Linked DNA regions of Oncorhynchus mykiss: region 1 is linked to region 2. A link is a contact called in public Hi-C data. All regions are on one chromosome and are shown on one strand. The core of a region is the stretch at or near the end of the contact, and the rest is flanking DNA. Distances in the headings are between cores, read along the strand shown.

Region 1 (3,246 bases), core at 646-3,145, 41 kb after region 2:
TGAGTCAGACCAGAACAATTCGACGGGGCATGGACTCTACAAGGTGTCGAAAGCGTTTCCCACAGGGATGCTGGCCCATGTTGACTCCAATGCTTTCCACAGTTGTATCAAGTTTGCTGGATGTCCTTTGGGAGGTGGGGCATTCTTGATACTCACAGGAAACTGTTAAGCGTGTAAAACCCAGCATTGTTGCGGTTCTTGACACAAACCGGTGCGCCTGGCACCTACTACCATACCCTGATCAAAGGCAAATATTTTGTCTTGCCCATTCACCCTCTGAATGGCATACACACAATCCGTCTCAATTGCCTCAAGGCTTAAAAATAATTATTTAACCTGTCTCCCCCTTCATCTACACTGATTGAAGTAGATTTAATAAGTGACATCAATAAGGGATCATAGCTTTCACCTGGATTCACCTGGTCAGTCTATGTCATGGAAAGAACATGTTTTGGATACTCTGTGTATGATACCAGACACTCAAACAGCTCTTGCCCTGGCATGGTGTAGTCTCAGTTTGTGCCACTACTACAATGCTACAATAGGAGGTACAAATACAGGGTGTCCTTTCATGTTGTCCAGGATTTCATGTAGATCTTTTGTATGGTACAGTTTCAAACAAACTAACAAATTAGCAAGCACCAAAAAACAAAACGCACACACACATCCCGATTGCCCTCGTCAGTCTCATTATCAATGAACTGTTTAACAATAGAGACGTTCACCCTAACCTCCACAAAGTTGATGGTAAGCTTATGAACACCTGTGCACTGCCACGCACACAAACATACGGTGTGCTGAGTGAACAGAACGGGACATGAAGGACACAATAACAAACTTCTTCAATGTAACAAATAATTCAAGTGAACCTCAGCTACAGCCCGAGTTGGATGCTCCTACGTCCTTGTACAGACATAGCTACAGATATTGCAGCCAATGCATTTATTTTGATTGCATATGATGGTTATTGCTTTAAGTAAAGAAAGAACAGCATGTGTTGCATAACCTCACATTGTTTCCATGGTTGGCGGGAGAAAGTGAGATAAACAACAAGTTCCCCTCCTATGAACTGTTTTGAACATAGTTCAGAAGAGTATACTGCCCCCATGCAGATTATGGTGGAATTGCACCATCAGATACAGATTTGACTGAACAAGCATTGTACAAATCTACTACATCTGATCAGAGGAGGCAAACATGTGTTGTCTTAGTCACTTGCTAAGGAAAGCAGTTGTGATAGCAAAGCTAGGGAAGCATTGCAGCCGCACAATATTGTGCCATATCCTTGGGAAAACACAATGACACATGGAGTAAAACAGTCAGATGCATTGCACTATCACACTCTTAACACGCACTTTCCATTGCTTGTCCCTACACACAAGTTTGATGAGTCTATTGTTCTAAGAGTTCATTTTCTCTGCAGACACCCACCCATGAAAAGTTTCAGTAGAGTACACAGCACACAATGTTCCAGCCATGTTCTCTCCCATCATAAACAAAAGGCAAACCGCAATACCACTTCCGCCCTTAAAAGAGGAAACGCGATATTGCTCACCTTTTTTTTTTAGCATGCCTTATTGCACTGTTAGGCTTGCATCAATAACCACCAATTATTTTCCCAAATGTTTTGAGATAGCACCCAAACATAAACCCAGTAGAAGACACTGAGAAAATGGACGAGCATGGTAGGGGACAGAGGGTAACAGGGACTAACCTATATACGGTTCAAACACTAGGTTGTGGACAAAGAAATAAGTGTGTGCCCTTGTAAAAACCGGAGGGTGTCGCTTGTTGTGAAAAGGGTTGCCAGCACTATTGCCACAGGCCATTCCACTCCATAAGGCTGACATTCTTGTAGGCAGTTCAAATGTAGGGGCTGTCGAGAGCTGTAAATTGTCGCCTGCTTTGCCAGACCCTAGAATCTTCTCTGGTTACGTCCCTTGACCCTGATTCAAGGGGGAGCAGCATGGCTCGATTCCAGAAAGTGGGATACCCATGGAAGGAGTGTGGTGAACAAGTCCACGGTTATGTTCATTGGGGACACGCAACAGAAAATATTTTGCCACGGAAAACAAACGTTTGTGTTGCTCTCAACAGCCCAGGTACTCCCTTTCTGTTTGGTGCCAAATTAACACAACCTTGTTTTGAAGGAGCATTCTGTGATTTTGACGACAAACTCTTCAGAATCAGTCAAGAGGCTCTTTGTTTGCATGTCCTCCTCTATTTAGGTTCAATCTCAAATTGGGTAATAAAGTAATCAAATAAAATCTCTTCTGTATTGACAGTGGATAAAATGCACAATAAAGTGATGAAACTGAATTGGTGACGTTTAATCATAAACTCAATGACATTATTTCCCTCAATCAAAAGAGTTACATGAGAACAGTTGAATCCCCAGCAGTATCATAACTGCAGAACCAACTCAGCGAAGATCACAGGATGAAGTTTTATGTAATACATTTTTCACCAGAGCCCCTGAAAAAGCGGCGTTTTCACCCTAAAACAAATGGTGTCCAGAACAATCCTGTGCAATCTATAGACAACTGTGCGTGGGCCACACATGTGTAGTATACCGACTTCCCTCCAAGAAAAACACGTTGCACAGCGAAGAGTCATTCGGCAGAAAGAGCGGATGAGATATGCAGGTGTGTAAAACAGAACTCATGGTGGTGTGACCAACCGACAAAGGAGCACCGTCGCCTTCACTCCTTCTGTGTATGTGACAGTAGGTGGGGCTGCCACCACGAATAGAAAGGCCCACAGAGCTTTGCCTTTGTTTACCGGTGGCTGTGGCTCTATGGTTCCCATACTGAACTTATGAATGTGAAGGCCGCCCGCTCAAGCTGAGTTGCGTTGACAATAGCGGGAGGGGACATCTTTGCTAGGGGTTAGGTCTGTGTATGCGAAGGCACAAATGAGCTACATGCTTAGTGATGTGAAACTCGTCTTTTAACATGACTCAATTTAGGCTGCGCTTTTCAGAACTGAAAGCCAAGTAGACTGCAGCAACTATGTCTTTGGAGGAACTGTACTCCTTAGCTCAGGCTAATCCACATGACCATAGGCAATACAATGCTAAGTTAACCTTATCTGAAGCAACATCTGCTGCTCAACTGGTTAGTTCAGGCAAACGTCTGAGGAAGTTGTGCTGTTCACATGTCTTTCCACACCTTGGATGAAAGGAAGTATTTTTTAAATTGAATTAGGCAAGTCAGTTAAGAACAAATTGTTATTTACAATGAGGCC
Region 2 (3,192 bases), core at 143-2,642:
TCATGAGAGCCATTTTCATCATAGCGCTGGATGGTTTTTTCGACTGTACTTGAAGAAACTTTCTGTCATTTCTCTTTGCTATTTGAGCTGTTCTTGCCATAATATTGACCTGGTATACCGCTATCTTCTGTATACCACCCCTACCTTGTCACAACACCACAGATTGGCTCAAACACATTAAGAAGGAAAGAAATTCCACAAATTAACTTTTAACAAGGCACACCTGATCATTTAAATGCATTCCAGGTGACTACCTCATGAAGCTGGTTGAGAGAATGCCAAGCGTGTGAAAAGCTGTCATCAAGGCAAAGGGTGGCTACTTTGAAGAATCTCAATATAAAATATATTTAGATTTGTTTAACACTTTTTTGGTTACTACAAGATTCCCTGTGCTATTTCATAGTTTTGATGTCTTCACTATTATTCTACAACATAGAAAATATTTAAAATAAAGAAAAACCCTGGAATGAGTAGGTGTGTGTATATATGTGTATATACATATATATATATATATATATATATATATATATATATATATAGCTCACTGTTGGAGCTAAGAACACAAGCATTTCGCAACACCCTTAATAACTCATGCTAAACGTGTATGCGACCTATAATATTTGATTTTGTTTCCTCTCAAGGCTTAAAAATCCATCTTTAACCTCTCTCCTCCATTCATCTACACTGCTTGAAGTGGATTTAATAACAGGTGACATCAATAAGGGATCATAGCCTTCACCAGTCTATGTCAATGTTTCCCAACCAGGGGTACCTGGGGGTACTTAGCCTATCCACAGGGGGTACTTGAGAAGACTCATGAGACCATAGGCCTACTGGTAAAATGCACATGAGATGATACTTCAGGGGTACTCTGGGCAGAGCAGAATTCCGTTGGTGGTACAATAACTGAAAAAAGATGGGAATCACTGGTCTATGTCATGGAAAGAGCAGGTGTTCCTAATTGTTTGTACACTCAGTGTAGTTTGTAGTGCCATGACACTTCTTTATCCACTCCCAGGAGGGTCAAATCTGAACAAAATGTACCTCGACGGGGCTGTAAAAAAACCTATACTAATTCATATATTTAAGAGTTATCCTTCCTGTCCCAGGCTTGTGAAGTTAATTTCGTTCTCCAAAAGACCACAGACTAAAAAGCTACAAACAAGAATCTAGCCACTCCTCCATAAACCCTTCCTCTGTGACAGCTGCTGAGCACTCGCTCTATCTTCTCAGCCACGAGGTGTCCACGCGCCGTTCCCGGGCGCTGATTGGTTACAGACGACACAAACATCGATGTTCATGCGCTGAGCCATGCTGTGCATTCTGCTTCCACATGCTCAGCTGAAGTGATCAACAACGCTGGTGAATCACTGGCTGGCCTCCTCATATAAAAGCTGCGCCTTCCTCCTTTGTTTGTAGCTCCTAAAGTTAACTTGACAGTAGGTTGGAGATATTTTTGGATAGGCTTACACGAAAGCAATATTTTTGCGCTGCTTCACAGTCGTAGTTCATTAAACCTCAATCAATCAATTAATTATATTGACCGTCTTATTGAACAACAAAACATTGATTTGGAGTTGGAATAACTCTGAACTTCTTGCAGTGTAACTATTAGACTTGGATATCGACTAAATAGCAAACATGGTTGCTATGCCGAAGAGAGTGAAGACGTTCGAGGTCATTTTCAGCGATCCTAGCAAGGCTTTCTACTGCAGTGGAGACAAAGTAGCCGGGAGGATCGTGGTGGAAGTAGCGGAGGTGACCAGAGTCTCGGCTATGAGGGTACTCGGAGTTGGATGCGCCAAAGTGGAATATGCCAAAGGAAAGCAGAAATGCAGAGAGCAGAATGAGTACTTGAGATACGAAGAAGTTGTTCAACTTGTTGACCACCCAGCTGGTAAGATCCTCATTGAATTATTCCGTAAAATCAATATGATGAATAACTTATTTTCAAGTGTAACGTTAGCCATGTAGATACGCATAATCGACGAAGATCAGTTTGTGATTATTACATGCATTTCAAATGTGACTGTCGCTGTAAGGCTCAAATTACAGATTCATGTGAAGTATCAAGTTAGTTTACCTAGCAGTTATGAGCTGTTTTTTAAACTGAAAGTGTCTCCTACTTCGGTAGTCATTGACTTCAGAGTTGAATTCCATGGAATGAATGACTGGCCTATGCAAAAGCTGCTGGCAGCAGTGGCTGAGCAGTATATGTGGAGTGTATACAGGGAATCCCATTCTGAGGTGTCAAAAACATCATCTGTTTCACAGTACTAGGCTGAGGGTAGCATGGTGTTCTTGGCAAACCTCCAACACTAGGCTAAATTTTTTTTTTTTTTTTTAAAGCAACCTTGTATCTTGCCGTTTCGATTAATCAGGCAAATCACCATTATTAAAACACTTTATTAACAATTTCAGATCATGATGGATCAGTTGTCCTAAGACCTGGCAACAAGTACGAGTACATGTTTGGATTTGAGCTCCCCCAGCAAGGGTAAGTCTCTTTACATTGGCCTGTATTTTAGTAAGTCAATACAATATAAAGCTTCCTCTGTATGTGGCTCTGCCTTATCTTTTTGTTTCCCCACAGGCAGATTGTGTCTTCCTACAAGGGCAAGTTTGGCTATGTCCAGTACTTTGTCAAGGCCTTGATGGAGAGGCCTGCTCAGCCTGCCCTGGAGTGCAAGAAGCACTTTGAGGTGGAGGAGCCCCTGGACGTGAACACCCCAGACCTGCTGGTGAGTTCATCTCTCACTTATCACAAAGCCTGAACTGCAAAAGTAAAAATAGCTGAGGTGCAAGCCAACTAGCCACCTGAACTCTGTGGAAACTCACCTTTTAATGGTATTGCTGATACACAACAGATGACAATCTGAAAGCATTAAGAGTGAGCAGTCTGTATCAGATGTTTCCCTTGAGTGTTAACTTCAACCAGCCTTTAGAATTACAGTTGTGACATGCCCAGATGTGATGCTTCAGGTTGGGCACCTGTGCCTCATCCTGCTCAGCAGTCTTCCTTGTAAAGCATGGACAGATTTGACCTCATGCAATTAAAGTCATAGGTCCTAGAAGTCTTTAAACAATTTAGAGAACTTGGCATTTGTGAACATGAAGGAATTGAATTTGAGATCTCAAAAGCATGGTTAAACATCTGTTAGTGAGCCCATGTGTAACCAGTTTCTTTCTCTC

Evidence for each region. Hi-C and Micro-C count contacts between places; a contact is called where the count stands out from the background.
Region 1: a Hi-C map of blood shows a contact between it and region 2, with 5 times the contacts expected there. The contact joins the enhancer-like site here to the promoter of LOC110496349 in region 2. A contact is called at or near these places in 3 of 3 Hi-C or Micro-C datasets (blood and liver).

Annotation. Positions count from the first base shown.
Region 1 is chr18:44,468,051-44,471,296 of USDA_OmykA_1.1, forward strand. No RefSeq gene overlaps it. Among protein-coding and RNA genes, the nearest start is that of LOC110496350, 17 kb to the right of the region's middle. Within about 2 kb of position 1,896, at least 7 of the 11 cell types and tissues checked have an H3K27ac peak or open chromatin away from gene starts, as enhancers often do. A contact at or near this core is called in liver, where this site is marked.
Region 2 is chr18:44,427,813-44,431,004 of USDA_OmykA_1.1, forward strand. LOC110496349 (thioredoxin-interacting protein) reads left to right here and starts at 1,393. Exons shown (of 6, transcript XM_021572190.2): 1 at 1,393-1,897; 2 at 2,422-2,497; 3 at 2,594-2,741. The coding sequence starts at 1,642.